Regions from separate parts of the Mus musculus genome. Here all the other regions are linked to region 1. A link is a contact called in public HiChIP or PLAC-seq, capture Hi-C and promoter capture Hi-C data. All regions are on one chromosome and are shown on one strand. Each heading gives the region's core, a stretch centred on a gene start, on an enhancer-like site or on the middle of the called end of the contact. The rest is flanking DNA. Distances are from core to core; before and after follow the strand shown.

Region 1 (3,097 bases), core at 508-3,007:
CCTGACCTTCAGCAAGGCAAGTGACCTTTCTCACCCTTTGGTTCCTCTTTGGGAAACAAGAATAGGAAAATTAACCTCCAGGAAGGGCCATCAGTAGGAAGGCTGGTGGGAGGCAGTTTCTAAACATGAGGTATCTGAGCTACCACTATGCCTCAGTTTCTGCTCCTGGGAAATGGGAATAACCTCTGTAGCTGCTTTCACTCACTGCTGAGGCTCAGCTGTCAGTGGGCAATGAGTCATTTTGTTTAAGGGTCCCAACATGTGACTGCAGGGATGCTTCCTTTCTGATCATCTCTTATGCCCTAGGCTATGCCTAGTATACAACAGGGGCTTAATAAATAAATTAATATCAGAAGAAAGGAGGTAAAGGCAGAGGGAAGGACACAAACAGAAGAGTAATAAGGAAAGCAATGGTAAACGGCAGGTGCAGGGAGGCTAGAGGAGGGGCCAGAGAAGATGGCAAGGAGACTCTCAAGGGCCAGGAAGGTGAACCAGTCTGGTCATAAGGGTTGACCCCACGAGCTTCCCTGCCCCTCCCTAGCCCTCCTACTTTGACCTAGTTTCCATTTCGAGGGCCTAACCTTTCCTCTCAAGGCAAGCTCTACAAAACAGTTCCCGTCACCCTCCCTCAGCTACATGGAGCCCCTAGCTATGTGCTTTGGAGGACAGAGGGGAAGAAAGCCATGTGAATGGGGACCTGCCTTCCAGGTCTCAGAGCCTTCCACTCTGTGACCTGTGTTCCCGGCCCTGCTATGAGGAGTCAGAAGTGAGTGTATCCACTGCTCTGAGGATGTCAGTCCCTGCAGGCATTTTATGCCTTGCATGTGTGTGGTTAGCCTTGATGTGTCACTAAGACCTGTGGCCACATCGTGTCACGTCAGAGAGGGTTGACAGACTGCACGTACTAGCTTAGACCGTGCTTTGCAGCACCCAAGTGCCAGGCTACGTATGTCGGTGTATGCCCGCATGTGTGTAGCAACACGAGGGTGTTGTTAGAGCTGGTGCGTGTTCGAGTGGGACCTGTGTATGCTAACAGGACTGACAGCAAGAATGTGTTGACAGACTGGTGTGTGCGTGAGAGACCGTATGTGACGTCGTCGTGTCACAAATGCGAAGTGTGGCAACGACTGTCAGTGTGTGCCTGCAGAAGGGTGCTCATGTGTTTATGAGCTTGTGTGTTGTGTGTCAGCCTGCCCCAGAGCGTCCTGAAGTCTATCGACCAGGGCTGGGTGTGTGAGCTCGTCTCGGCCAGGAGCCGTGAACCCAATGGGGTGGCCCACCCTGGGTGCCTCGGTACACATGGTTCTGGCCAGAGAACCACACAAGAGACTTGGGAGGACAACAGAGTGCCAGATCCCGGGTGACGCTGACTGGAACCTCCGCCCGTGCCCTCGCCCAGGTCGTCCCCACGCGCGCGTGGGACAGGGCGGCCACCCGCACTCACCGTGTCCCTTTGTCGCCCATGGTCCGCGGCGGCCGCAGGGAGGTCCGCGGCGTCAGCGTCCAGGCTGGAAAATCCCCGGCCGCCAGGAGAAGCGCGGGCCAGCCCGCTCCCGGCTACCCCGCTCCGCCTCCTCCGCTGTCGCCGCCGCCGCCCCCGCCCGGGTCCCCGCCCGTCGCTCGAGCAGCACAGCGCCCAGGCCGCCGCCAGGGGCGTGGAGCGTGCGGGTGTGAGCGCGCGTGTATGCCTCCGTGCGCGGCTCTGCGTGTGCGCGCCCAGAGAGTGAGGGCTGCGTGGCCGGCCGCGGCTGGTCCACGGGAGCGCGTGCACGCAAGCGCGTGCCAGTGCTGGTGCGTGTGCACGGCTGTGCGCGCGAGCCTGTCGGGAGGTGGGGTGTGGAGAGAGAGAGAGAGAGAGAGAGAGAGAGAGAGAGAGTGTGTGTGTGTGTGTGTGTGTGTGTGTGTGTGTGTAGAGGTAGCACGTCTTTGTGCAGTTGTGTATGTGTGCTCACAGTCGTGGGTGCGAGCGCTCTCTCCCGCGCACGCCAGGACTGGCCTTTGTGTCTGCGGATAGAAGCAAGCGGAAAATCCGCAGACTTCAAGGCCCAGCCTCAGAGGCGCCCCTGTGTGAGGACAGCGAAAGATTCCAAAAGCCTAGCCAGGCCTTCGCCCTTTGCTCCACCCTCCCCACCCCCGCCCTTCTGGAGAGATACCACCCAACGACACAACAGGGACAGGAAGAAGGGGTGGGGGCGGGCAGCGGACTGCAATGCTGGAGAGCAGATGAGAGTGGAAAGGGGAGGGGCAGGCAGAAAGAGGAAGCAGTGAGAACAGGAGATAAAGAAGGGACCGAGAGCCAACTAGCTGGTGGCCTGTAGCATCTAGCATCATTGATATAGCACCCAGGCCTAGCTTAGGTGCCTGTAATGACTCTGGACACCACTCAGCCCATTTCAGGTCTATTGGCTGGGTCCTAAGACCAGCAGATGTCCTGTTCAATTGTTGAAGGAATCTGCTTGTTCTTGCGGGCAGACACCTGCACACAGCGGTGTCCAGCAGAGTCTACTGTCTGCAGCTTTCTTGGTATCCTTGGAAACCTTGACTTTCCTTACGTTTCCTACCCCTGGAGAAGTAGCCGGTGTGCAGTGGGAGGGTAGAGTTCAGAGGCTAAGAAGGGGTAGGAAAGGGTTTGAATCCATTTTCTCCTAGAAGGGATCTTGAGGCAGTGGGAGGAATGTAAGGTCCTCAGCCCCTCACTGCTGGAGTTTGACTAATTGGCACTGATAGGTCCCTAATATCGGAGTATTAACGATAGGAAAGGAAGCTATCATTTACTCTGATGCAATTGCGGGGTCTGGAAACATCTCCTGTAATTATGTTCAGAAGCAGTTACCTATGCTGTTTACATAGAGTGTGCTGTTTATAGAATTGGTAATAATATCCCAGGATAATGACTATAATTATGTCCAGATTGGGGAGGGGTGGGTAGAGGCTAATGGACAGGCAGGGTGGTCCACATCTGGGCAATGGTAAGAGCTAAGAGGAAGTGGATTAAGGTCTGTAACTTCACCTGCCCTTTCTTAGCCTCTGGGATCTTCCCTTCCTCCAACCAGGGCAGAGCAGGAAGCCACCTGACCCTTCTGCAGGCCGTTGTGGG
Region 2 (3,191 bases), core at 508-3,007, 260 kb before region 1:
TTTGCCAGATACCCAAGGCTCAGCTTGTTTTTAAGGTGGTCAACCCTACCTCGTCTGTAACCACTGGGCTGCATGCTGGCCTGTGAATTCTGTTGTGGGGGCTGTGGAAACGGCTCTGATCTTCCTCCGTGCATGCCTACAGGGGGAAGAACATGGAGCGAGCCCTCTGCACTCTTCCTGGAATTCCTTCCCTTGTTCCACTCAGTGGCATCCTGTCCCTAGCTGTCTCTGCCGGAGCCCTGTCTCAGTCTCTCTGTTGTCTAGGGACAGCCCTAGGATGGGCCTGAAAACTCCCAGGTTCAGTCAGCTTTCTTTATGATAAGACATGAGGTTCCCCATCTTGGCAGGCGTGCCCAGCTCCCACGAGGATCTTGGGAGTTCTGTTCTCCTCCACCAGGGCATACACACAGTCCTTCACACAAGGCCACCCCTGAATCCTTTTCTGTCATGTCCTCTGTGTGAACCTGTGCCTCTCCTTACAGATGTGATCTCAGGACCTCCTGTCCTTGGCTTTGCGCCCTCACTGCAAGTCCACAAGTCTGAAACCTCAAGGGAAGTCCTACTGGGTAAACGCCATGACAACTGTCTTGCCTGACTACGACAGGGTTTTCTTCAAAGAGAAGTGGAGAGGGGGCTCCCCAAGGGAGACACTGCCATTGGAACCCCTTGTCCCTACTACCAAACAAGGGTTCTGTATGGTAAAGGCCCAGGAACCATTTCTCATGAGAACAAAGGCCCCAAGTTTCCCCAATACCCTGTTGCTGATCAGCTGGCGCCTCTCAGCAGGATAGGCCATCTCCCTCTGAAGGCCCGCATTCCCTTCTGCAGGAACTGGGGCAGGGTGGGGAACAGAACAGATGTTTATGGGTGCAAGCTCTGTGTGGCTGTTATTTCAGGCTCTCACCCTTCTCTCAGCCACACAATCCTTCCATAGTAGCTAAATCTGTGACTTATTTTTAATATTTTTCCTTTAGCATACTTTATTTGGATCTCTAATTTCATGGTCTCCAAGCAGTGATACAGGCTCGATATTATATATTTTTTTCCCTAACACACATTGTGATAAATACATAGCTGTTTTAAAAATAACAAAGAATGCTGACACGCACCCTTGTTAATGCCAGCGAGGCGTGTGCCACGCCTGGGTGAGCTAATCTCCACAAACGTGTAAAGTCACCGACATCATTTATATTTTACAAGAAATTGAAGCCCAGAAAGGTGGAAAGACTTGGCCAAGGTCACACAGAGTCTTCTGATCTTGGCCCACAACCCAGGGAAGAGGGGGAGGGGTGCAGGTGCTTGAGGGATGCGGAGGGGAGGGGTGTAGCTGCCAATGAGAAATGCAAGAAGACAGAAAAGATGGAGAGTTGTGGGGATAGGAAACCCATGTCAGAAAAGCAAATGACCTGGGTCCCAATGTCCTATGCACAGTAATGGCCATGAAAATAGCTGCAGATTTGCCTGCGTTTGTGTGAGCAAGATTTATCGTGCCAGCAGCTCCGGTAATTGGGTGACGAAAGCATTGCAGCTGGGCCCGCAGGCTCGCAATTCATTATCAGGGAGACGGGTGGGTGGGGAGTGGCCTGGAGTTCACTCAGCTGTGGAAAGACTGCCGCCCCAGAAAGAAGAAAGAGCAGGTGGGCAGGCCTCAGAAATGTGGGGGACCTTCCTCTTTTCAGCGAGCATCCCAAGAAGGGGGTGACAGATTCAACGGAAGGGCCACAGCAGAGAGGAGCCTGTAGCAGGGTGTGTCTAGAGGTGGAGCCTGGAGCCAGAGGGGAAATCCCTAATTTGAATATTGTTGCCTTTGAGACCCCGAGCAGATGACGTCATTGCTTCAAGTCTTGGCTTCCCCGATATATGCTGCAGATCATAGTGCTGACCTAACTAGCAAGTACTGAGGCTCCAACGAGATGAGATGATCTTGTTTAGACCCAGAGCCTCCTGCTAGGGAAGCCTTCGTCCCTTTCTGCCCACTCAGGTCTGCCCTTCCTGACCATGTGAGCTCTGAGTCCTCCTCAGATCTCCAAACCTGACGCTCAGCTACTGTGGGTTCAGCCAAATGAATGCCAAGTCTTCCTGTAGGATGAGGAAAGCCAAAGGAGGCAACAGACTGGGGTTTCAGGAAAAAGCCCTAAAGGAGGGAAAACTGGGCAGCAGACTCTATCTAGGGTTTAACTCTATCTCTAGGTGGTAGGGGGTTCTGGCTGGCACCTGACTCTACTCCCACCTGGTAGGACCCTCTGGGGTCCGTGGGGACTGATGGAACTGGGGGCACAGAGAAAGGGAAGAGAAGAGGAGACTGGATTTCAGGCCTGCCTCTGCTGTTTTTACAGGTAGTTTCCCCTCTAAGCCTTTGTTTTCTTGTCTGGAACATAACCACAGGTTTTATTTGGATTTCTTTAACTGTGAAGAGTAGGAAATTACTCAAGGCCCCCTAGACAAAGAGGAGCTGGGTATGGACCAGTTGTGGCGTAGAAGATGAGCAAAGCCCTGAAGAGTGTCAGCACCAGACCCTGCCCTGTGCCATGTGCAGCGTCAACTATTCACAGCCCCCTCATTTTATTATTTTATTTTATATCATTTTATTGAGACATGCAGCCTAGAATGGTCTTGAACTCACTATGTAGCCAGGGATGATTTTGAACTTCTGATCTTTCTGCCTCTACCTCCTAAGTGCTGGAGTTACAAGTGTATATATACATCCATGCCTGGTTATGTGGTGGTTGGGGCTCAGGTCTAAGGCTTTATGCAAGCTAGGAAAGCACTCTGCTGATCAAGCTACATCCCAACCCTCATACCCACCTCTTGACAGGGAGCTTTGTTCAGATAGACAAATGGAAATTTAGCATGAAGCACTGTGAACTCAGGTCTGACTCCAGACCAGAGCTGTGAGTAGGAGTGACAGAGGGTGACAGGAAGTGACAGGCTGCACCTCATCTCCCCTTCCCTCCAGCTGTGTCAGATGAATTAGCTAATAGCTAGCTGACTGACCGCAGACACTAAGTTCATCAAGTGCTCTGTGTGCACCAGGCACTGCTCTGCTTGTCCACGTTAGCCAGCTTTCTGTTTTTTCTGTTCTTAGCAGCTCCACAGGGAAGACATCTCTATGTGGCAAACCTCTGTCTTACATTAAGTAACTTGACTAAAGTCATATGAACTGAACCCCTGGCTGCAGATCTTGAATCCTT
Region 3 (3,076 bases), core at 183-2,682, 320 kb before region 1:
TAGATCACCTAATCCTTCTAGAGAGTTCCCTCAGTTCTCTATAAGAAGGCCTGCATGCGTTTATCTGGGGTCACCATTTCAAAGAATGGTTGGCCCCTGCATGCTGGTGTTTCTGCAGAATAAATGCTCTTTGTTTTTGTATACTCTCTGAGCCTGGGGTCTTCTTTCAGTGATTTTTGGACCCTTACAACTGGAGTGGCCAGGAATTGCTTAATCGAGGATGAAATCTAATCTGCTATTCTTTAGTGATCATGTGAACATAGCCTTGCCAAGAACATTTTGTCTCTTTCATTCAGAGGTATATTCTAAGTGTGTAGAACAGGACTGAGTACATGCTAAGCGATTCAGAGGCTGGGCATGGTATTATACACCTTTGGTTCCAGCACTAAGGAGTCAGAGGTAGGTGGATCTCTGGGAGTTTGAAGCCAATTTGTCTACACAGTGAGTTTCAGGACAGCTAGACCTAATGGTGAGACCCTGTCTCAGAAAAACAAAACAAAATGTCTAGCGAATTCAGTATCTGGCGGATCATCTGTACACATATGGAAAATATGTAGGTATAAAAACTAAATAATGCAATGTAATATGGCATAAAGTGATATTACTATGAGATATCCCAGGTCTATTTTCCTTATATGCCTTAGTTTCAGTGTCAAGTTTTTTTGGTGCTCAATATTTTTTTCTCTCAATATTTATAAAAATCACATTGTCAAACTGGAAACATGCTTTTAAGTTTAAAAAACTAAAAAGTTGGTTTTAAGTGTGTTCTGACTTATGCTCTCTGGCTTCTGAAAAATTCCTTTTCTTGTCTATACAGCATTATCCTGAGACAGACACAGAATGGGTGGATGTAAGTGCATGTAGGGCACTGCCTAGCACACAGTAGGCACTCAATAAATGATAGTTCTACAGGAAACATTACTAACAGCTGAGATTATGGTTACTTCGGAGAGAATAATCGAGCTGATATTCTACCTTCAGGGACAGAAAGGGGTGAAGAGCAGGCTCTACCTCCCTTCTTAGGACACAACATCTGGGGCTGGAAAGACTCATAATTCAAGCAAAATTAAGTTTCCAGCCACACCTGCCTTCGGCGTCGTTTCCGCCTCCGAAGAGCCCGCGGAGGCGATGTCCCTGTCAGGCGGAGTGCACGCCTGCAAGCCTCACGGGAATCTCGGAGTCGCTCCACGGTGGCGCTTGCCACAGCCTTCCCCACCCACTCCTTAGTAACCGCGAGGATGTGGCTAGCAACGGAGGCGGCAACCGGCGACGGCAGATTCTAACTACAAGTCCCGTCAAGCCCCGCGGCCTCTTTCAGCCCTCATCAGCACACCAGACTACGGATCCCGATGGGCTCTGCGCTGCCTATCACATGAGCAGCTTCAGCCAATCGGCTTCGGACAAGTCGTATGGGAGGGAGACACGGAGGGAGACAAGATGGCAGCGTCGGCGTCGCAGGGTGGGAGAAGCGGCGGTGGCGGAGGCAGTAGTGGGGCTGGCGGCGGCCCCAGCTGCGGGACAAGCAGCAGCCGCAGTGGTTTGTTGGATAAGGTGAGGAGCTTAGTCCTGGGGACAATCTAGAGCCCGGGGAATGCCCAGGAGCTGGTGAGCCCAGCTTCCCATCCCCACCCCCTTATTTTCTGTGGCTCCTTGAGCGCTCCTCCGTAGCACACGAACGCACACTTGTAACTTGCCCTCTCTACACGTTGGAAAACAATCCTTCCCTTTAGTCGTCTCTTTAAGCAAGTGCTGCTGGTCCCTAACCGCCACCGCAGCTTCTCGTAATTATGGCAATATTTCACCATAATGATCACGTTTCTATTGTGCTAGGAGGGCCACTCTTGAAAATGCCCATAACATCAACGTGGAAAATGGAACTTCTAAAGAAATTGAAAGAATCTCCTCGAAGTCAGTATTCCCCAAACCCTTCCACCATCATCCTCGCGTGTTGCTACAGAGCCCAAAGAGTTCCTTGGCCTTTAAAGTTTTTAAGGGTTTTTTTTTTTTTTTTGGTTTCTTTTAATTTTTTCATGATATGTCAAATAATGAAATATTCGTATGTTGACTTCCCTTGCTGGTCTGATAGGAAGCCTTAAGATTCTTTGTCCCTCTTGGGTTCCCTGCCTTTCTCTTCCCCTGCGTGGCCTTTTCTGTCTGTACCAGCTGACTGCTTTCCACTCTGCCTACACAATTTCTAAAGAATTTCACGTCCTTGTCCATAAGGGCTTAAAGGAAAGAGTCAGGGGAGGAACGCTGCTCCTGGATTGACCATCTTGCCCCTTGCACAGCAACTTGCAAGAGACAGTTGCCTGAAAAACGGGCCTGGCATTAGTTTTGCCTCTAGCTCTGTGTCCTAAAATGTGCCTGTTCTCCTTATTGCCTTCCTTATTCTGTAGAATGAGGGGTTTAGTCCAGCATACCTTCTGGCCCCCTTCCAGGGTTGTCCTTCCCAGCTGATGTGATGAGGGTGAAGCATGGTGCTTTCATATAGTAAACCACTTTTCTTGAAACATTTTAATCGAAATGCTCTATTACTCCTCTGTGTGGAACAGATGGCTAGGGCTTAAGAGATGGATGCCTGATCATCCCGCATTTGTGTAGCTTCCTACATGGTAGGCAGCACTCCACCACTGACCCACGTCCCCAGTTCCCCTTGTCTTTTGGAGGGTCCTTAGAGTCAAGTTTGAGACAGGGTCTTGCTGTGTAGCTAAGCTGGCCTGGACTGGAACTGGCTTTGTGCAGGATCCAGGGACCAAACTCGGCTTGTAAGCCTTGAGCCATCTGTCTGGTCCTCAAGTCTTTCTTGAGGAAAGAATATGATAGTGCTTAAGATTTCTTAGTAGGCTTACTAGAAGGGTTTAAGTAAACTTAGTGAAAGGTAGGGTTAGACTGGAGAAAGTTACTTAGGAGTGGAATGTAAAGAGACTATATAAAGTGACTTGAGGAAGGTTATTTACATAGCTCAATGAACTAGACCCAATAATAGTGTATAGTATATACTATACACTAATATATAGGATTTCTTAGAAGGGTAAGTTTGAATTCTAGTGTAGCATAAAAAGCCCTGGATGACTGC
Region 4 (3,101 bases), core at 382-2,881, 270 kb after region 1:
CTGGGCGGGTGGCAGCGGCGTCTCCTCGTGCCCTTCCGTGCGAGTCACCATCCACGCGGGTCCAGCCTTCCTGCGTGTGTCACGCTGATCTGCACCGGACGCCTTTCCAGCTGCAGGACCACCCTCCTGGGTCTGGGATTGGGCTGGGGGCAGAGGCTTCTCTTCGTGCCCTTCGCTGCGAGTCACCATCCATGCTGGCCCTGCCTTCCTGCGTGTGTCACGCTGATCTGCACCGGACGCCTTTCCAGCTGCAGGACCACCCTCCTGGGTCTGGGATTGGGCTGGGGGCAGAGGCTTCTCTTCGTGCCCTTCGTTGCGAGTCACCATCCATGCTGGCCCTGCCTTCCTACGTGTGTCGCGCTGGTCTACACCGGACGCCTTTCCTGCCGCCAGCACCCCGGCTCCTCCAGCACCCTCCGGGTCCCGGGCATCAGCAGAAAGTTGCATGGGCCCGCGCTCTTGGCTCTGAGGCCGACGCTTGGGCACCCCGAGAACAGGTTGGGAAGGCTGCGAAGTCGCAGGGATTTGCACCGGCTTGGGGATCCAGGGATGGTCCCCGCGCCGGGGCAGCGGCCAGGCGCGGAAGTCCTTCTGGTACTGGGTCTCGCGCTCGAAGGGCGCGTCGGACGGCTGGTACTCGCTGCGCGGCCGGCAGCTTGGCTCGGGCCGCTGCACTTTCCAGGCGCGGTAGTCCTGTCGCATCACCGAGTCCGCGGGGCCTGAGCCGGAAGTGGAGGCTGAGGCCGCGCCCAAGCCCAGCCCGCTCCGGCCGGGGGCGGCTACAGTCTCGCGGTCGACGCTGGGCCCGGGCGCAGGCCCTGTTGCCCGGGCAACTGCATCCGACTCTCCCTGGGCTGGCTGCGTCTCTATGGCGACAGCACGCGAGGGGGGCGCTAACGCGGGCTGCAGCGGAGCTGGCGGCTGCGGAGGGGCGCCTGGGTGTTCGGTGGCCTCCGAGTACTTGGTGAAAACCAGCGGCACCGCAATGTCCGCCTTGTCCAGCTGGTTCCAGAAGCGGGCGATGCAGCAGGCCCTTGTGATGCACGGCCACGCCATGTTAGCCACAAAGCCTTTTTGTGGTCCTAAATCAAATCTCCAATCTCCCTTTAACCCCAACCCAGACCCGCCAATGTGGTTCCCACCGCTTCCTTCCCTTAGAAGCCCTTTGCCTCGTCCTCCACCCTCAAAGAGCACCCGGGGACAAGGTACCGCTGAGATAAAGTCCGTAAAGTCCCTCGATTGCCGGCTGCAAACGCCTGCTGCAGAGGAGCTGCTGTGGGCAGTGAAGAATAGGAGCGAGGCTCAGCGTCCCAGAGTCCAGGCCTAGGGCGTCTGGGCGCGCCCTCTCTGCGACTGCGGTGTCTAGCAGACCCCGGCAGAGCAAGGAGATGCTTGGCAAAGAGGCTGTGGGCTTAAGCCATGGCGCAGGGAAGGATCCGCAAGCAGGCTTTTATCTCCTTTCCGTCTGGTTCAGCCGGCCGCCTAGCGAGGCTTGGCAGCGGTCACCTCCAACCCAGACAGAGCAGAGAGCAAAACGGCCTCTATCTATACCCCCGGTGATGCCGCAGCCGCTGCCGCTGTCGTCTTCTGCTGCAGAGAGGCGGCCCCACCCTTTTTTGCGGCTCAGCAAGGGAGGTGGGGTGATCAAGAAAAGATGCTGAGAGTATGCGCGCTGCAGAAAAAAAAAAAAAAATCACCTGCTGTCGTCAGGGCGCGCAGCTGAGAGGTTGCCCTCTCCCTGTCCCCTCCTCCCTTCTCTCTGGCAGCTCCTCCCTTCTCTGTTCCCAGGCAACAGCAGAACTGGGTCCTTGATAGGTTCAAGTCCCAAGCTCCTGAGGACTTGCTGTCCTTGAGTTGCCAGCTTCATGTCCTAGAACCGAGTCTCCTCTCTTTCGTAAAATCGCCCCAACCAATGAATACTAATTTTTTAAGTGTAAGACCGCCCCGCCTCCATGAAATGTCTGTTTCAGACTAGATGCTTTGGCTTCTTTTAAAAATCTTTTTTACTTTTTTTTTTTTTTTTTTGGTTTTTGGCTTTTGTTTTTTCGAGACAGGGTTTCTCTCTGTAGTCTTGGCTGTCCTGGAACTCAGTCTGTAGACCAGGCTGGCCTTGAACTCAGAAAAGCCGCCTGCCTTTGCCTCCCAAGTGCTGGGATTAAAGGCGTGCGCCACCTTTTAATTATGTGCTTTTGTCTGTGTGTGGGTATATGCACATGGGCTCTGGTGCCTGCTGAGGCCAGAGGGTCAGAAGTAGATTTCCCTGGTGCTGTGCAGGCGACTATGAGCTCCCACCCCACCCCCATGTGAATGCTGGGACCCGGACTTGGGTCCTCTGGAACACCAATACAAGTTTTTAACCACTCAGCCCCTGAATAGATACTTTAAAAGGGAGAGCTGCAGTTAATTGGTCAGCTATCAGGCTGTACTTATGCTCCGTGTTGCTGGTTCTTGACCTAAGCCTATGTGTACAGGGCTTCCCCAGTTGTATGAGATTGGGAGAGGCCGGCCTGGGAGAGGCCGGCCTAGCCATACTCTGGCTGTTCCTTCTTTAAGCAACTGGGAAGCAGTGAGTCTACTCTCCCAGGATAAAATTGGTTCTTCTCCAGCCCAGATGCTGCACTGGGGGAAAGGGAGAAAAAGGAAGATTCTGGAAAGAGACCCAAGGGAGGAGGTAAGCGGCTGGATGAGAGACAGTTCCCTAGGAAAAGGGAGACCTCTTTGAGGGGATTCTCGGTTGTGTTTCTGCCTTCTTTTCTACTTTGGGGTTGAACAGATTTTGGAATCTAATGGACCTGCTTTGGCTCTGATACTCTCTTTGTGACTTGGGTTGTCTCTGGGCTGCAGTCCCCTGGGTCGGGGCGGGGGGTGGGGGGGTGGGGGGGGAGGGGTAGTAGAGCTAATAAATGCCTCGGGGTGGTTTCATGAGGAAAGTTAAGCACCCAGAGCAGAAGCCTGGAGTCCATACTCAGGGATTTGGATCCTGGCTTCTGCACTTTTGGCTCTAAGGCATAGACAAATTGTGGCAACCTCTGACCCTTAACTTTGTCTCTGAGCAAGGGTATCTATTCTGAACTTACAAAGTTTTTCTGAAGACTGAAGTG
Region 5 (2,751 bases), core at 168-2,667, 350 kb after region 1:
TCTCCATCTCCCACGTTGCCAGGACTACAGTCTCTATGGTCCTGCCCCAATCCAGACATGCTGACTGATGCTGCCCTTCGGCTTGTGCTCACACCCTCATTCTGCGGAACTCCTCTTCCTCTGTGGGCAATGGGAATGAGTCCCAGTGCCTGTAGTGAGCTTAGTCCATATACCTCAGTTCCTCAATTCTCAAAGCCTCTCACAATACAATCACGGGTGTTCCCGTTTTTACAGATGTGAAAGAAAACTGAAGCTGCAAACTGCGAGTGGTGGCACATGCCTTTCACTCAGCACTAGAGTCAGACAAAGGTGCATCTCTATAAATTCAGGCCAGCCTAGTCTACATAGTGCCAGGACAGCCAGGGCTACAAGGAGAAACCCAATTTCTAAAAAGAGAAAAGAAAAGAAAAACCAAAACATCAACATTCACACAACCCTCAACCCCACACCCTGCCCCCCTCCGGCAAACCAAGCCAAACAAAAGACACCCTGAAGTTGAGGAAAAGAGAGGAAGAGAGGTCTGGAACTGGGCTTGAAGTCCATCACTCACTATGCTTGTAGTATTGCCTTTGTCTTTGGTGTTTGGAGACAGGGTCACTATGTAGCCTGGGCTGGCTTCAAACTCTTGCATACATACAGGAGAGGGAGGGAGAGAGAGAGAAGAGGCGAGAGAGAGAGAGAGAGAGAGAGAGAGAGAGAGAGAGAGAGAGAGAGAGGAGAGAGAGAGAGGAGAGAGGGGAGAGAAGGGGGAGAGAGGAGAGAGAAGAGGCGAGAGAGAGAGAGAGAGAGAGAGAGAGAGAGAGAGAGAGAGAGAGAGAGAGAGAGAGAGAGGAGAGAGAGAGCGAGCTGCTAGGATTGTAGGATTACAGGTAGTAGACTCCATCGCTCTAGGTTCCTTCCTGATAAGACTCAATCACTCCTATTTTTTTGCTGGTAAAAGGAAAGGCTGCGGCACTTGGGTAACTGTCAGGTCCAGCTGTAACCTAACGAATTCCAACACTACTCACTGCAGGCTAGGCCTGCCCAAGGAAAGCACAGCCAAAAGGGACACAGGCACCCGCACGGTCCGGATCGTCCCGCACGTGCTCAAACTCCCTGCCCACGTTCCAGCTGCTGGACCGTACTAACGTCTGAGAGAGAGGCTTGGGAGAATGACAAGGCGGTCGCTGGGGCAACCAGGAGTAGTTTCATACACCGGGACTCCGGCTCCCTTGCCCGTATTCTATAGACTCTGAACCGTACAGTTCAGGCCATGCTGCCTTCCTGGGCTCTGTGCATAGTTTATCGCCGGGAGTCTCACCCCCTACAAGAACATGGCACAGTCCGGGGCGGACCCTTTTGCCCCGCCCTATAGCGTCACGACCCGCCCCGTTGTGAGGTTATAAAGTGCGCGCGCAGCGGCGCTCGGCGCCGTGGCCGCGCTTCGCTGGCTTTCTGCTCATCTAGGGTGGCAGCGGCTACCTACCTCAGCTCTCGCCCTGCTGCCGCCACGGCCTGGGCGCTGTCCCTCAGCTCCCGGAGCTCAGCGCGAAGCCCTGGCCCCGGCGGCCGGGGCATGGGTCAGGGGCGCGGCGTGAGGCGGCTTTCTGCACGGCCGTGACGTGCATTGGCTTCAGCATGAAGACCCTCATCGCCGCCTACTCCGGGGTCCTGCGGGGTGAGCGTCGGGCGGAAGCTGCCCGCAGCGAAAACAAGAATAAAGGATCTGCCCTGTCACGCGAGGGGTCTGGGCGATGGGGTGAGTGTCAGTCATCCCTAGGGCTTTCATCCTGAGGGCACCCACAGCAAGACGACTTTCAGGAAGGGACTTTGGCCAAAGCGTGCTGCCCTGTGCTGGACGGACGGCTAGCTAGTTCAGGTCGGAGTCCCAGACAATTATTTCCAGTTTTTAAAAGGTCTCGCCTTGTAGCCTAGGCTGGCTTCCAACTCTTAATCCTCCTTCCTTGGCATCCCAGGTGCTGTGATTGCAGGTGTGCCACTACAACTAGCTTCTCTTTAGGGGAACTTGACTCTTCTGCATCCTGTCATTTGGTTAAGGATGAGGCAAGATTCATGCTTAGCTCGGCTGGTTACCCAGTTTGAGCCAGGCAACCTGGTATCCTAGGCTAGCCTGGCTTCATTCTCCATCCTGGTACTCACTAATGTTGCAACACGTGTTACATCACTTGCCATCCCCCCAGCTGCTGAGGGCGACACCACCCACTCAGCTCAGTTAGTAGTGATATTTCACTCTCCAGCCCCCAGTACTGATCTACCTCACAAGGTGGAGCAGGATTTGGCTGGGAGGAACTGGATGGGGCAGGGTGGTAAGTAGGGTTTTGTAATCCCCTGAAACAGTCACTGGATGGAGAACATGCCTGCCTGGAACCAGGTGTGCCCCAACTGCCCTCTGCCCCAGCTTTTGTGGGCCAACCCAGACTGTGAAGCCCTCACAGCGCAACCCTGAGTCTGACATACTTAGAAGAGGGGTGGGAAACCCTTGGATTTTTTTCGTTTGTTTAGTCTGTGTAACAGCTCTGTTTGTCCTGGTATTCTATAGACCAGGCTGGCCTTGAACTCACAGAGATCTGCCTAAGTTGATTATCCTTCTAGAAGTTGTGTCTGCCTTCAAGATAGAACCGAGGCCTTCAGTGAATGGGGAAGGGGGGCATACAGTTCAAATCACACCTCAGCCTTTTCCATACAAGGCAAAGCACCCCACGTTGCTTAGCTGAAGCTGCAGAAACTGAAGGAGGAGGAACGAGCTACCCC
Region 6 (3,104 bases), core at 457-2,956, 340 kb before region 1:
AAAAAAAGTGGCCCTTGAGCCTTTATCAAAGTCAAAAGAGGTAAGAAAGTATGAGGCTATGCAAGGCAGACTTTCTGTATTTTCTATCCCAAGGTTCTGAGAACTAGAGATGTGCATGGGGTGTGCCCGCGCCTCTAGTGTGCTGTTGAATCCACGGGGGCCTTGTGTGCCCATCCTCATCTTCAGGTCAAGGGACTACCCCAGTCCGCTGGGACCAACCTCGCTTACTGAGGTCAGGGTATGCTTTGGTATTGGTCCACATAGTCTCTAGCTCACTGCACCCTGCTTTAAAGCTGGATTCAAGCTCTCTAAACACCTAAGGAGATATATCTCCCATGAAACTCTTCCTCCTATGATACTCCGTTTAAACTCACTTTTCTATAGATTCCTCTGAATATGAATGACCCTTGGCACTTACATTCCAGGGTCATACACCTTGGCCATAATTACCTGTCTGCCATCAGTACCACTAACACTATTACCTTCACCACCATCACCACCACCATCCTCCTCCTCATCATCATTATCATTGTCATCATCATCATCACCACCACCACCATCACCACCATCTTCTCCAGAGGCCAGAAGCAAGAAGCAAGAGCCTAGCAGTGAAGGCCCAGAGAACCTTTGTCCAAAGTCATAATCTGTCGAGATGCCTATACTCATTCTTACAGGGGAACAGGTAGGATCAAAAACTTCCTACCTCCAACTTACTTCCAATGTCTTGAAGTCTCCATATTTCACGTAGACCATCTTGATGCCATTGAACGCAAGCTCCAGTTCCTTTAGAACTGGAAATGTGTGAAAGACATCTACATGGAAACGGGGGGGGGGGGAGAGAAAGAGAATAAGAGAGGATCTTGAGCTTGGAAAGGCTTACAGAGGAAGATGCTAATGATCATTCACTGAGCTTCCAGCTGTGGGCGATGCTTTATGTTGCAGACCTCAGATCTCTAACCATAAGGTTGGAGAGATGGTTTGGAGGTTAAGAGAATTCCCTGCTCTTGCAGAGTATAGTTCAGTTCCCAGCGTCCACCCTGGGTGGCTTCCAACTGCCTGTTACTTCATCTCTAGGGGATTCCAAGAAAAATTTAAACCTCTAGCTACTTCACTAACAAGAATCCATTCATCCTATCACTGAGGAAATGACATCTCTGGAAGGCTAAGTGACTTATTTGAAATAAGGTGGCTGGTAACTGGGAAAACTAAGGCTCGAATGTTAAGTCTGTTCAAATGGAAGGCCTGTCCATTTAAAACTGATATATATTATTTTCTCTTCCCAATCCAGGGGCCAACCTAAGGGTCTTGTGCATGCTAGGCAAACTCTCTACCACTGAGCCACACTCCTAGATAACCTCTGATTAGAGATGCTAACATGCTTACCCCAAATAGTCAAACATCACGGGGAAAAATGTTCCTTTAATCCCAACATTTAGTGTCAACTGTTCAAAATTTTATGTATATACCTAATATTTTTCTCATGTATGTATTGAAATACAGTTTTCTTCTTATAAAAACAGAATACATGCTGTACAGTGGCTTTTCTCCTTTCACAGTTTGATGTGAAGATTATTCCAGGTTAAACTTGTCCAGCATCTTAGTTATCTTTCTAGTATAGACATGCACTCGCTTTTCCTGTTGGTAGTGTGTAACCTATGTGGGAGGGAGGTAATCAAGGACTCCTTCTTGCATGACAACTGGATCTTAGATTCACTTTCTAGGCCTGTTTCCCTGGTAACCTAAAGCACATGCTATGGTAACTGTGTTACTAGGCAACTATTGCTTGTGGTAAAAATGACTGCAGAGTGGAAAATTATGTCTGGACCAGGAGAAGGTATAAATTATAAATGCCCGAAGGGGGTGCTTCTCTTTAAGTGGTGACTCCTAGAATCAGACATGTCCTTCATGGGTATTCTGTAATATAGACCTATGGAATGGCACATTGGTTCCTGTGTTGATGAGATTTCCAAACAAGGGTGATCCCTGCATTTACCCAATGAGAGTTTCTGTCCAGCACCCAGGGTGACTCTTGGCTAGTGGACAACCCTGCAAGAGAGTCAACCATGGGAACTCCACTGTAGGACTCCTGAAATCCTACAGGAACACAATGTAGAATCACTTAGAAGCTTCTAAGTGAACCTGGTGTACTATGTAGCCTACAAGAGCTTGAGAGTCAGGAGGCTCAGTAAGGTCAAATAAGACACTGACTGGGGGAATTCCCTTGGGTAAGTCTCTTTCTGTGGAATATATTCCTAGAAACAGAACTACTAAAGGCAGTGACTATCTCAACTTTTAAAAGATTTATTTATTTACTTATTTATTATATGTATATGTTCCTGTGTGACACTGTGTGCAGTAAGTATGTGCAGAAGCCAATGAAAGTGAGAAGAGGTCACTGGATCCTCTGGAACTGGAGTTACAGGTGGCTGTGAGTGGCCCCCATGGGTGCTAGAAATTGAACCCAGGTCCTCTGCAAGAGCAGCAAATACTCTTAACAGCTGAGCCAGATCTCCAGCCTCATCTTAAATTTTAAGAGACATTGCCAAATTTCCTTTAAGGACTCACACAACTTTCTTATATTTGACTTTCACCGAGAGTCTCCCTTGACTACGCAGGGCTGGCTGTGGTTAGCATCTTTCATACTTGCCAATATTTGATGGACATAAAACTGTGTACTGGTGTTATAGGTGGCTGTGAGTGACCCCCATGTTTTTGTCCTTAATGAAGCTGGGCATTTATCAGGCCTTTTGGCCTGTTTATACCAAGGCATTCCTAGCAGAATACACTTTCTTCTAAGGCAAGGATCTTATTAGATGCTTTGATGGACGCTATCCTCCAACTCATTGAAACAAACTCATTGACACACCCCTTCTAGAACTGTCTCTGGGTATCCCCAGCCTCATCCCTGCCCCTGTGATTCCCATCTCTTCCCAGATCACTCTCTCAATCCCCTTCACTCCCCATCTCAAGCTTCATTCCCCTCCCATGGAAAACCCCTCCTCTCTGAGATTCCCTGGTTAAAAGCCTTCCACGCCTCTTCTGTCTAGAGGACTAAGCTCAACTCTCAAAGCCCTTGATAATCAAGCCCTTGCCAGTGCATCTAG
Region 7 (2,820 bases), core at 118-2,617, 440 kb before region 1:
ACTCTGCTTTGAATCGGTTACCACCAACTGTGGACACTCTCATGACAACCTGGAGCTTCTAGATGCTTTCTTCTACATACAGTTGCTTAAAAATAATGTCTTTACAAAGCCTGTGATTTTCCATAAAGATAACATCTTGGTCCAAATGCACCTTAAGGTAAAAATAATAAACAAACAAACAAACAAATAAATAAATAAATAGGCAACACCCCGAGACTTGTTGTAGTACAGTCATCTTTCCATCAGGGGGAGCCATTCTTTTTCCTAAATCCTCTGTATCCAGAAAGGAAAATCACAGCAAAGTCTCAACACCTCTCCCTGGCTTAAACAGGAATGATGTGGTCAGAGCTGGCCGGTAGGAATGAACTCTAAGATCCATGGGACAAAGCTTATAGGAAGAGGGGTTGTGTGATGGCAGGTCAGTTTGCAGAAGTCACAGCTGCCAGCTAGGTGAAGAGATGAGGAGAAAGAAATCATGCAGTGGGCTTATGGAATGAAGAAGTGGGTGGGAACAGGCTGGAAATAGAGCCATTTTGGCCAGAAAATGACAAGACTATAAGTTAAAGATGCCTGGGCTGGGAGCGTGAGGACCCTTGAGATGGTTCTGTGAATAGAATGTGGGAAATAAGGGCTGTTTTGAAAGGATGGAGACATTAGGTTTGTGCACGGAGCATGCAGATATCCATAATGATAAATTCAATAACTCTGAACTGCAGATATTAGTGTGGGCTTTCATGGGGAAGAAAAGAGGAGACCAGGGAGTCATATAGACTGAGAAAAGAAAAGGCACAAGCTTACACAAGAGTATCTACATTTAAGTATCAAACACAGAAGTAATCTGAGGAGCAGGGTTTGTGTAATAAAGTATGCTTTTTTTTTTTGCCCCAGCCAAGGGAGGGGACTTCATAAAGGGATGTGGAGAGAGAGGGGCTGAAATGAGGGCTGGTCAGGTTGTTATTTCAACAATCACTCAAGACTTTTGGTCATGATAGGCCTCATGCTAATCACAACAAGCTGCTATGGCCCCGAGGAGAAAGCCCTTACCAAATGAAGTACTTCGACAAGTTTCTGGATAGCTCATATTTATAGTTCATTTTATAAAGTTCAGGGTCGCTCAAAAATTCCAAATAAATTCTTTCAGTCTCTCAAGATTCAGTGCTAGAAACTACAAAAACAGGAGGGCGGGCTGAAAGACCAGATATATAAAGAATAATCATTAAATATTAATAAGCAGTCTCCTCCTGCTAAGCGAAAGGCCCTAGGAGAAATATCCCCAGGCGGACTAGGTTCCCGCCCCCTCATGAATATGCAGATAGCTGTCCGCCGCGCACTGCCCCGCCCTCTACTCCTCTCCCACCGCAACCGACTCTCCCTTCAAACGGGAAACAAGATGGCGGCGGCAGGTCCGAGCACTCGGGCTTCTTCCGCTGCGGCCGCGGCAGCTCTGAGTCGGCGGGGCCGGAGGGGCCGCTGTGACGAGATGGCGGCAGCGAAAGCCGGGGCTCCGGGCCCGGCCTCCAGCCCCGCGTTGTTAGTGTTGCGGTCAGCGCCACGGCCGGAGGAGTCGGGCTGCACCGGGTGCCTGGAGACCCCGGGGGAAGTGGCGGCCCTGCCGTGCAGCCACTCGCGGTGCCGAGGCTGCGCCTCGCGCGCGGCGGGCCCGGGCTGCCGTCGCTGCCGTCCCCGCGGTTCGGGCTGGGCCCGCCGTCGGGCGCGCGACGACGGCCAGGCCGCCGCGGAGCTGATGGGCGAGCGCGCCCGTCGTGGACAGCCAGAACCCTGCCGCCCGCGCCGGGACGGGGGCGCGGCTGCCTCGGGGCCCAGGCCGGAGCCGGAGCCGCTCGCGGAGCCAGGTGGAGCCTCCCCTCGCCCCTGTGGGCTTCAGCCAGGCCCAGCCGCCGGGTCTGGCCTGGTGAGCGGGGTGGAGGGTCCCGGGCTCTGCTGCCGCGGGTGTGGAGAGTTCTGCTGGGGTCGCGACCGGGTTCTGCCCAGGCGCAGTATGTGTTGGTGAAGGTTGAACTTTGGAGCGAACTGTACGCGTGTTGAATTTGGAGGGGCAGTGAGGGGACCCCGCGCCTTGCGTAAGTCAGAAGTTTGGAAGGAAACAATTCCTGGAACAAGTTAGGGGCATGTTGAAGTTGGTGCGTGGAGGGGGAGGGGCCCTGGAGGATCCCAGCAGCGCTTGTTTCAGTGTTGGGCAGAGGGCTTGGGGTCGCGCGGTCTAGGAGGGATGTGTCTTCCAGGGCTGGAGAGAATGAGGTGTGGGATATCCCAGGCTCAGGGGGAGCTTTGCAGACTTGAGAGCAGAGTGGGTTTTGAGGATGAGCTCTCGTGTGAAGTTCTTTCTCATGCTATCTTGGGAAAAAAAAAAAAAAAATATATATATATATGCATGCTTAGCGCAGAGCTTGCCACACAGGATGAGATAAATGCCATCTATTTTGGTGATAATACTAATCATAAACGTTAGTGGTGCTTGATGAAGAAAGCTGGGTGGGATTTAAGTTTTGGAGACAAAGATTGGTTTGGCTGGGGGCTGTTTTCTGTCTTTCTATGTAAGTTTCATCTATGATGCTGGCAACTTAAAGGTCTGTTGTAGGACTCTTGGCCTGAACTCCTTTGCCTTTCTCACCGTCGGCAGCCCATCACTTGTTGGTGCTGAAGTCTGAGATAGAAAATTCCGTTTGTAACATGAACCGAGACCTAGGCTTCTTTGGTGCAAGCCTAAGCAACATACCTACAGCTGAGATTTTCAAGAACCGTGAATCAGGAAAAGCCATTTGCTAGCCCTTTTATGTTAGGAATTCTGCCTTACGTCGT

What was found. Promoter capture Hi-C pulls out the DNA fragments that hold promoters and counts their contacts. HiChIP or PLAC-seq counts read pairs in DNA pulled down with a chosen protein or histone mark. Capture Hi-C pulls out chosen DNA fragments and counts their contacts.
Region 2: an H3K27ac HiChIP or PLAC-seq map of SST interneurons shows a contact between it and region 1, with 4 times the contacts expected there. The contact joins the enhancer-like site here to the promoter of Arrb1 in region 1. A contact is called at or near these places in 9 of 39 promoter capture datasets (the 3T3-L1 cell line, the HPC-7 cell line, cranial neural crest and 6 more) and 11 of 115 datasets of contacts at active chromatin or transcription factors (SST interneurons, bone marrow-derived macrophages, embryonic basal ganglia and 7 more).
Region 3: a capture Hi-C map of embryonic stem cells shows a contact between it and region 1, with 2.8 times the contacts expected there. The contact joins the promoter of Spcs2 here to the promoter of Arrb1 in region 1. A contact is called at or near these places in 4 of 39 promoter capture datasets (cranial neural crest, hippocampal neurons, neural stem cells and 1 more), 2 of 484 Hi-C or Micro-C datasets (CD4 T cells and embryonic stem cells), 15 of 115 datasets of contacts at active chromatin or transcription factors (the NIH/3T3 cell line, acute myeloid leukemia, bone marrow-derived dendritic cells and 10 more) and 3 of 9 other capture datasets (adipose tissue, embryonic stem cells and liver).
Region 4: a promoter capture Hi-C map of neural stem cells shows a contact between it and region 1. The contact joins the promoter of Map6 here to the promoter of Arrb1 in region 1. A contact is called at or near these places in 1 of 39 promoter capture datasets (neural stem cells), 1 of 484 Hi-C or Micro-C datasets (embryonic stem cells) and 1 of 9 other capture datasets (adipose tissue).
Region 5: an H3K27ac HiChIP or PLAC-seq map of thymic regulatory T cells shows a contact between it and region 1, with 3 times the contacts expected there. The contact joins the promoter of Dgat2 here to the promoter of Arrb1 in region 1. A contact is called at or near these places in 1 of 484 Hi-C or Micro-C datasets (erythroblasts) and 2 of 115 datasets of contacts at active chromatin or transcription factors (pancreatic cancer cells and thymic regulatory T cells).
Region 6: a promoter capture Hi-C map of hippocampal neurons shows a contact between it and region 1, with 7 times the contacts expected there. The contact joins the enhancer-like site here to the promoter of Arrb1 in region 1. A contact is called at or near these places in 11 of 39 promoter capture datasets (the 3T3-L1 cell line, the HPC-7 cell line, cranial neural crest and 7 more), 5 of 115 datasets of contacts at active chromatin or transcription factors (SST interneurons, differentiating embryonic stem cells, embryonic stem cells and 2 more) and 3 of 9 other capture datasets (adipose tissue, embryonic stem cells and liver).
Region 7: a FOXA1 HiChIP or PLAC-seq map of pancreatic cancer cells shows a contact between it and region 1. The contact joins the promoter of Rnf169 here to the promoter of Arrb1 in region 1. A contact is called at or near these places in 2 of 39 promoter capture datasets (the C10 cell line and pre-B cells), 2 of 484 Hi-C or Micro-C datasets (CD4 T cells and embryonic stem cells), 5 of 115 datasets of contacts at active chromatin or transcription factors (bone marrow-derived macrophages, large pre-B cells, memory CD8 T cells and 2 more) and 1 of 9 other capture datasets (adipose tissue).

The regions. Positions count from the first base shown.
Region 1 is chr7:99,534,146-99,537,242 of GRCm38.p6, reverse strand. Arrb1 (arrestin, beta 1) reads right to left here and starts at 1,757. Exons shown (of 16, transcript NM_177231.2): 1 at 1,445-1,757. The coding sequence starts at 1,464.
Region 2 is chr7:99,794,052-99,797,242 of GRCm38.p6, reverse strand. No RefSeq gene overlaps it. Among named protein-coding and RNA genes, the nearest start is that of Olfr521, 28 kb to the right of the region's middle. Within about 2 kb of position 1,757, at least 86 of the 459 cell types and tissues checked have an H3K27ac peak or open chromatin away from gene starts, as enhancers often do. A contact at or near this core is called in SST interneurons, bone marrow-derived macrophages, embryonic basal ganglia and 2 more, where this site is marked.
Region 3 is chr7:99,857,239-99,860,314 of GRCm38.p6, reverse strand. Spcs2 (signal peptidase complex subunit 2 homolog (S. cerevisiae)) reads left to right here and starts at 1,432. Exons shown (of 5, transcript NM_025668.3): 1 at 1,432-1,551. The coding sequence starts at 1,438. It overlaps Xrra1 (X-ray radiation resistance associated 1), which reads right to left and starts at 1,097. Exons shown (of 19, transcript NM_001164258.1): 1 at 1,085-1,097.
Region 4 is chr7:99,265,977-99,269,077 of GRCm38.p6, reverse strand. Map6 (microtubule-associated protein 6) reads right to left here and starts at 1,631. Exons shown (of 3, transcript NM_001048167.1): 1 at 1-1,631. The coding sequence starts at 1,056. It overlaps Gm26705 (predicted gene, 26705), which reads left to right and starts at 1,860. Exons shown (of 4, transcript NR_103487.1): 1 at 1,860-1,933; 2 at 2,607-2,671.
Region 5 is chr7:99,181,379-99,184,129 of GRCm38.p6, reverse strand. It overlaps Dgat2 (diacylglycerol O-acyltransferase 2), which reads left to right and starts at 1,417. Exons shown (of 8, transcript NM_026384.3): 1 at 1,417-1,738. The coding sequence starts at 1,618.
Region 6 is chr7:99,877,078-99,880,181 of GRCm38.p6, reverse strand. Xrra1 (X-ray radiation resistance associated 1) reads right to left here. Exons shown (of 19, transcript NM_001164258.1): 7 at 715-812. All of the region lies in intron 4 of Gm38405 (a long non-coding RNA gene), which reads left to right. Among named protein-coding and RNA genes, the nearest start is that of Xrra1, 19 kb to the right of the region's middle. Within about 2 kb of position 1,706, at least 8 of the 459 cell types and tissues checked have an H3K27ac peak or open chromatin away from gene starts, as enhancers often do. A contact at or near this core is called in hippocampal neurons, where this site is marked.
Region 7 is chr7:99,979,005-99,981,824 of GRCm38.p6, reverse strand. It overlaps Rnf169 (ring finger protein 169), which reads left to right and starts at 1,367. Exons shown (of 6, transcript NM_175388.3): 1 at 1,367-1,853. The coding sequence starts at 1,391.